2 separate regions of the Mus musculus genome follow, and region 1 is linked to region 2. A link is a contact called in public HiChIP or PLAC-seq data. All regions are on one chromosome and are shown on one strand. The core of a region is the stretch at or near the end of the contact, and the rest is flanking DNA. Distances in the headings are between cores, read along the strand shown.

Region 1 (3,297 bases), core at 162-2,661, 1.4 Mb before region 2:
TTGTAAGCTGAGACCCATCTGTATTGCATCCAGCCCTGCATCATGCTCACAAACTGCAAGACAATGCTAGATCCGAACCCAGGCAACTCTACTCGAGAATTTAAGCTCTTAATCTTAGGATACTCGCACTGCAACGGGGGACAGTACTCTAGCCAATGAGGTGGACAAGCAAACTTCCTTTACCTAAGGAAGACCCATGTTCAAGCTTGAGAAACGATAACCGAGCAAAGTGTCTTGCTCTTAACCACTGGGCCCTCTCTCCAGCCCCTAAGGTATTCTACTCAATGTTCCAATACCAGAAGCATGGATTCAACTGACTCTTGATTTTTAATAGTTGTAGAACCCTAAGCAAGCCAGCTGACTTCTGTCTACGGTGTCACTGAGCCTGCAACGGCCCATGTGTGGAAGGCAGGCATGTCCAGCTGTAGGATCGGAGACCTGTCCCCCTCCCCTGGTTACCGTGCCGTTCAGCCTCTGAGCTCACGGGGACGCCATCCTTGTCTAGTCGTTTCTTGAACAGGTTGTGTTCCACATCCAGCTGCTGCTCCCCGGCCACGTCCATGGCATCGATGCTCAAGTCTGGAAACAGAGAGGCAAGCTAAGGCGCTACGACACCAGGGACCCGGAGAGCTGAGCTTTGATGGGAAAGATGTATCTTGAGGAAGAAATGGACTCGGGGAATGAGGATGGCCTGGCATTCACTCTGGGATCTAAGGCCAGAGGTGTAAATCTGGAAGCCCACCCTACGTCCAGGAGTCCAACTCCCCACTCACAATCGGGTACTCACAGGCACAAGGCATGTGCGGGAAAAGAACATCGATGTTGATCTTCAGTTTATCCCCCCGAGACTTGTCCACGTAGAGCTCAGGATGCACCTAGAGCATGTCTACCTCAGTCAGATTCGCCCCTATGCCTCTCCTCGCCTCTCCTCCCCTCTCCCACCTTTAAGGGTCCTGCCCTTAGAATGCCAGGCCCCGCCCACGCTCTAGGCCACGCCCCTCACCTCCGTAGTGAGATAATACTGCAACTCCGATAGGAAAAGCAGGAGCATGAGAAGGCCACTGACGATGGTCACTGCAGGGCGAGAGCGAGATTTGGAACGGCCTATATCCCACCCCTCAGCCCCTTAGCAGGCCACGGAGGGTCCGGGAGCCCGGGCCGAACGCGAGGACAGCTCCCTCCTTGCAACCCTGCCCGCGCCGAGACCTACCCGTGGCACCCCCGCAGGTCTTGACCCGGAAGTCCTCCAGAGTCTTAGGGTAGGCATCGAACTGCTTCAGCTTCCCCAGCGCCTCCATGGGGACCGGCCGGAAAGGGGACACCAGCCGGCCCGCCCCTCCAGCCTCCCGCTTCCGGCCTGGACCCGGGGTCACGCCCCTCGCTGTCTTGCGCAGGCGTAGCGGTGCGTAAGTGGGGCTCCACCCCCTCACCTGCCTCCTCAAAGGCAGTCTAGCTTGTGGACATTGTCACGCCTCCTCGCGCGGATTGGGCAGTGCTCCGAGAGGGGCGGGCTGGGAGCACAGAGGGCGGTGCTTGGGTGCGGAGTGACAGCACCTGTGGTAAGTGCCTCTCCTTGGACCTTTGGATCTCTTAGGACAGCGCTTCCAACTTGACCCCGCCAGAGCCACCGCAGCGTTAATTAGAATTGGTTCCAAACCGGGGTGGGCGCACTCTTTAATCCCAGCACTCAGAAGACAGAGTCAAGCGGATGTCTGTGAGTTCGAGTTCAGCCTGGGTTACAAAGAGAGTTCCAAGACAGCCAGGGATGTTACGCAAAGAAACCCTGGCTTGAAAAATTACAAAAGAAAAAAGAAAGAAAGAAATCGGTTCCAAGGAAATCATTGGTTCCCTCATTAGAAAGTCAAAAGTGGCTCCAAGGTGTTTCCAATGCGGTTAAGGCATGAGAATCTCTGCAGGGGGAAGTGGGTATTAACTGGCTTGCAAGGTGAAGGCATTTGCTGCCAATTCTGAGTTCTATACCCAGGACCCACATGGTGGAAAAAAACTGATTCTTGCAAAATGTCCTCTGACCTCCATATGAATGCCGTGGCGTGCCCTTGACTACACTCACAAAAAAGTAAATATAATCTATAAGTTATTTTTAAAAGAGAGTGGGTGTTAACTTTGCTTTTTTTTTCAAGCTTAAACTGATCAATAGTGGAACCCAGTTCTGGACTTCAGAGTACCCTGGGTTCTTAAACAGCGTCCAAGTGCTAATCCCAGTGTGGGTCAATAAATAAAATAAAGACGTTCGCTGATTCCACCCCTCCAGGACAAGGCTATGGAGTGGAGATTAAACAAACCCTTATTTGCTTTCTGTTGTAACCCATTAGCTCTAGACAGCTTAATACCGCTATAAAGACTAAAACAAAGTGCTCAATAGTTTTGTTTTAAGAAAGTGTCTTTCTGCTGCTCTGGCTGACCAGGAACACCTGGACTCCTGCCTCAGCCTCTTAGCGTCTCATGGGAGGTTTCTGTTTTGAAGATTTATTAACTATTTTTATGTGTGTCTACATGTGTTTATGTGTACCAGATGATAGTACGGGGCATTGGATCCCTGAAATCTGGACTTATGGGCAGTTCTGAGTCACCCAATGTGTGCTGGGAACTGAACCAGGGTCCCCTGAAAGAGCAGCCAGCAACCATGCTGTGCTCAGTCTCCATGCTTGAGCTTAAAGGTCTTGACGTAGAACTCTTGCTTCAGATAATAAATCCCACTTTAGGAATCTATTTTATGCTGTTGAATTCAATTTCCTGTCAACCTAAAGAGGTTTTGTTGTTGTTGTTTTGTTTGTTTGTTTGTTTTTGTTTTTTTCTCTGTAGACCAGGCTGGCTTCGAACTCAGAAATTCGCCTGCCTCTGCCTCCCAAGTGCTGGGATTAAAGGCGTGCGCCACCACGCCCGGCTCACCCAAAGAGAGTTTTTAAGATTTTATTTTGTATTTTATTTTAGATAGGGTCTCACTATGCCTGGGCTGGCCTTGAATTCTGCTTGCCTCTGCCTTGCAGAAGCTGAGATTAAAGGCATGTGCTGCCACATCTAGACCTTAAATGTTTTTGTTAGGATATGTTGATTATCCATGATAATGGGTTTATGAAATCTTCATACATATTCATAATGTATTTCTATCACACACACAAGCCCAGTTAGTTACCCTCCATAGGCCCCCTTCTCCCAGCAACCACATGGTGGCTCACAGCCATCTGTAATGGGATCTGATGCCCTCTTCTGGCATGCACCATATATATATATATATATATATATATATATATATACATATATATACACAGAACACTC
Region 2 (3,550 bases), core at 709-3,208:
CTGTCTTCCTGTATCTACCTGCTGGGGTTACAGGTGTTACCCCATACCCAGCTGTAGCAATTGTAATATTTGGCTCTACTCCACATTTTTATTGAAAAGGTATACCAATTTGTTTTCAAAGATCAACACATTATCTGGGATGGGCATAAGTGTTCCTTGTGTTCCTTTGTTTAAATGTTTATTTATTTTTTTATTCTTGCTGTATTATACATAGTCCAGGCCATCCTGGGACTTAAGCTCTTCCAGTCTTGACAAAAAGATTCTAAACTGGAGGTCAAGTAGTGGCCCAAACATGTAACCCTAGCACTCAGGAGGCGGATGCAGGAAGGTAACATTGATTCAGTTTGAGCTACTACATAGCAAGATACTATCGCTTTAAAGAAAAAGGGGGGGGGGCGGAGCAAACCAGACATTGTGGCCCCACCCATTCAACTCCAGCACTGGAGGCTGGAGCAGGCAGATTTAATGATGTTCCAGGGCAACCAGAGCCAGATGAGACCCTGTCTCTAAACACAAACTAAAAACCCACCCCTCCCAATCAAAACAAACCAAAAAAAAAACAAGAAGGGGAGAGGGCGGCCTGGCTGGGGATTGATTCTAAATTGGCCAAACCGGGGTGGTTCAAAGTTAACCCGTGCCTTGGTGTTTCTGGGCCCTGGAACATCACAGCCCCCTTATTGCGTCCTTGCTCACCTCTGCCCTCAGCCTCCAATTCTCTCATACCCAGAAAGGGCCTGAGAAGCAGCCCCTGCTAAGCCAGCTCAGAGTAATGTGGTCAGAGTTGGGGCCAAGATTAAGTAGCATGAAGCATGGAGAAAGTAACCCGGCTTGAGAGCTCCCTGTAGCTTACACTGGACCTGGGGACTTGAATATTGTCAGCTACTTACTCTCTTCTTGTGGTCATCTCCCCCACCCCCAAGGACAGGAAGTTTGTGGGTCTTGTTAAACCTTTCATGTTTCTATTCCCAGTATTGGCAAGATGCCTAGTAGAGAGGACCACAATGCTGATCAGACGGGCTGACCCCAGCAATCAGAAATGCTGATGGAGGACCTCTGGATTAAAGGCACCACCATACGCACCCTCCTCGCCCCTGCACCTCCCTATGAGAGGAGATACTTTAATGGACCAATCTCTTCACATTGCAAACATCTGCTGCTTCTGTGTTTCCTTTTTTTCCTTTTCACTAAGTCATGAGTCAAGGTCTGGACTGAGGATGGGACAGTGAACGCTCTCAGGCGTTTTTTTTTTTTTGAGATCAGGGTCTCACTGTGTAGTTCTGGATGACCTGAACTGGGAAGATCCGCCTGCCTCTGCCTCCCAAGTGCTGGGATTAAAGGCAGGCGCCATTGTGGAGTGACCAAATGAATGAACGCTAACTGGGCTCTGGCTACGAAAGAAATTTCAGTAAAAAGACACTGAGATCAAAGCCACACATCCCTTACTCATTTCCTGGCTCCCCTCTTGGGCTTGGCTTCTGGGTGACAGGATAGGGAAGAAAGCATGATGTGAACTAATGGAATAAATGGATCTTAAGACCGGAGATGTGGCTGAAGCGAGCTTTGGAGGTGAGCCTGAAGAGGCAGTCTCTGGGCTGTAAACTGAGGGGGTGGAGACCACAGGTTGAGAGTTTAGGGGGTCATGTGGAGACTGCGGGACGTGCAGAACCGAGTACGAAGTTTGTTCGCTTCGCCAGACCCGCCACCCATCGAGTGGGCGGTGAAGGGGCGGGGCCCATTGCCCACGCCTCCTGCAGGGCACGGCGAGAGGCAGAGGGGAGAAGGCGCCCGGCACCGCCCGGACAAAGCCTGCGCGCGCCCCGCCCCGGGATTGGCCACCCCGCCCCTGGTCCCACCCTCCGTCTCCTGCCCCGCACGCCGCAACCAATGCTCGCCATCGGAGCCTCCGTCGTCACAGCCGCCCCGGCCAATGGAGGAGGCGTTCGGCGGCGCGTGGCTCTTTCGCGGCAAAAAGGATTTGGCGCGTAAAAGTGGCCCGGACTTTGCAGGCAGCGGCGGCCGGGGCGGAGCGGGATCGAGCCCTCGCCGCGGCCTGCCAGTCATGGGCCCGCGCCGCCGCCGCCGCCTGCCTCCCGGGCCACGCGGGCCGTGAGCGCCATGGCCGTAGCCCCCGCGGGCGGCCAGCACGCGCCAGCGCTGGAGGCCCTGCTCGGGGCGGGCGCGTTGCGGCTGCTCGACTCCTCGCAGATCGTCATCATCTCCACCGCGCCCGATGTCGGCGCCCCGCAGCTCCCCGCCGCGCCGCCCACTGGCCCTCGCGATTCTGACGTGCTGCTCTTCGCCACGCCGCAGGCGCCCCGACCCGCGCCTAGTGCACCGCGCCCGGCTCTCGGCCGCCCGCCGGTACGGACCCTAGGCGCGGGCGGGGGAGGGGACGGGCTGCTGCGCTGGGCGGCGCGGAGCCTGGGCTGGGCCTCGGGGCTCCGCCCCGGGGCGCGCATTGACTGACTGCCTTGCCTGTCTGTTTGCTGAGCCTCGCTCCGGGCCTCGGCGTCTTCACCGGAGCGTCGGAACCATTAATGATTGTGTCTCACGTGTATCCAGCTGGTGCTTGCTTAGTGCACGCTCAGGCTTTGGCACCAAATTCCCAATTCTGGTGTGAGCTGGGTGTTGTCACGTGCCCATCTGCCAGAGGGAGGAACTGAGGCCCAGAGATGGGGAAGTGCTTCACGCAGCTGCAGATGGTGGGGCTGATATTTGAACTGATGTCTGCTGGCTTGCTGCAGAACCTATGGCTAGGGAGTGCGCACAGTTGCTTGTTGGAGGTGAGAGAGGGTGACTGTTAGAGACATCTTCGGGAGATCCTCCTTAGTAGCTCTGCCAGGTGCAGGCCTGGCCTTCCAGGCCTCTGGGGATAGGCCTCTTGATTGGGAGGCCTTCTCTGCAGGGGCGGGGTGCTGGGCCAGCTGCTGCAACCCTTCCTTTGCCTGTTCTTCCATCTGCCACCCTTCCAGCTCCTGGTTGCCATGGAACTTTATTAATCAGGCGGACAGACCTCTGAGCCTCTGGAAGACTGGGTGGGCTGGGCCCCTGAGAAGGGGCCTCCAGTTCCTGGAGAGAGAAGACGTGGGAGGGAGATCCCTGGATAAAAGTCTCTTCCTGATTCTAAGCAAGTAGCTCAAGACCACTTTAGGCAGGGGGCCTAGAAAAGGCAGCTGGGTACGAGGAGAGTGGAACTTGGATCTAAGCAGGGGCCAGCTCCGTGAGTGGGCCACTATCTTCATTGTAGGGGTGGAGTGGACAGGAGGGGCGAGGGCAAGGCCCAGTATCAGAGAAGAAGCTGTTCAACTCCTGATGGGGGTGTGGGTGGCAGCTGGTCCCTGAGGCATCTTAGAGTAGGCCCCTTACTCCCCTTGGCACAGCGCCCAGTGCTGCCTTCCTTCCGGAATCACCAAGATGCTAATAATAATAACAATAGCAACCACCATTGTTTTGAGGATGTTTTGTGTGCCAGGCTCTGTGCTAAGCACTTTACTCACTTAACCTTGTGGGCAGCCGTACACTTTGTCATCCTTTCATAGATGAGGCTGAG

What was found. HiChIP or PLAC-seq counts read pairs in DNA pulled down with a chosen protein or histone mark.
Region 1: a contact with region 2 is called in an H3K27ac HiChIP or PLAC-seq map of large pre-B cells, with 4 times the contacts expected there. The contact joins the promoter of Ergic3 here to the promoter of E2f1 in region 2. A contact is called at or near these places in 1 of 39 promoter capture datasets (liver), 1 of 115 datasets of contacts at active chromatin or transcription factors (large pre-B cells) and 1 of 9 other capture datasets (liver).

Annotation. Positions count from the first base shown.
Region 1 is chr2:156,006,142-156,009,438 of GRCm38.p6, reverse strand. It overlaps Ergic3 (ERGIC and golgi 3), which reads right to left and starts at 1,411. Exons shown (of 13, transcript NM_025516.5): 1 at 1,211-1,411; 2 at 1,004-1,074; 3 at 788-875; 4 at 460-579. The coding sequence starts at 1,298. It also overlaps a transcript of 6430550D23Rik not described here.
Region 2 is chr2:154,568,300-154,571,849 of GRCm38.p6, reverse strand. It overlaps E2f1 (E2F transcription factor 1), which reads left to right and starts at 1,958. Exons shown (of 7, transcript NM_007891.5): 1 at 1,958-2,361. The coding sequence starts at 2,116.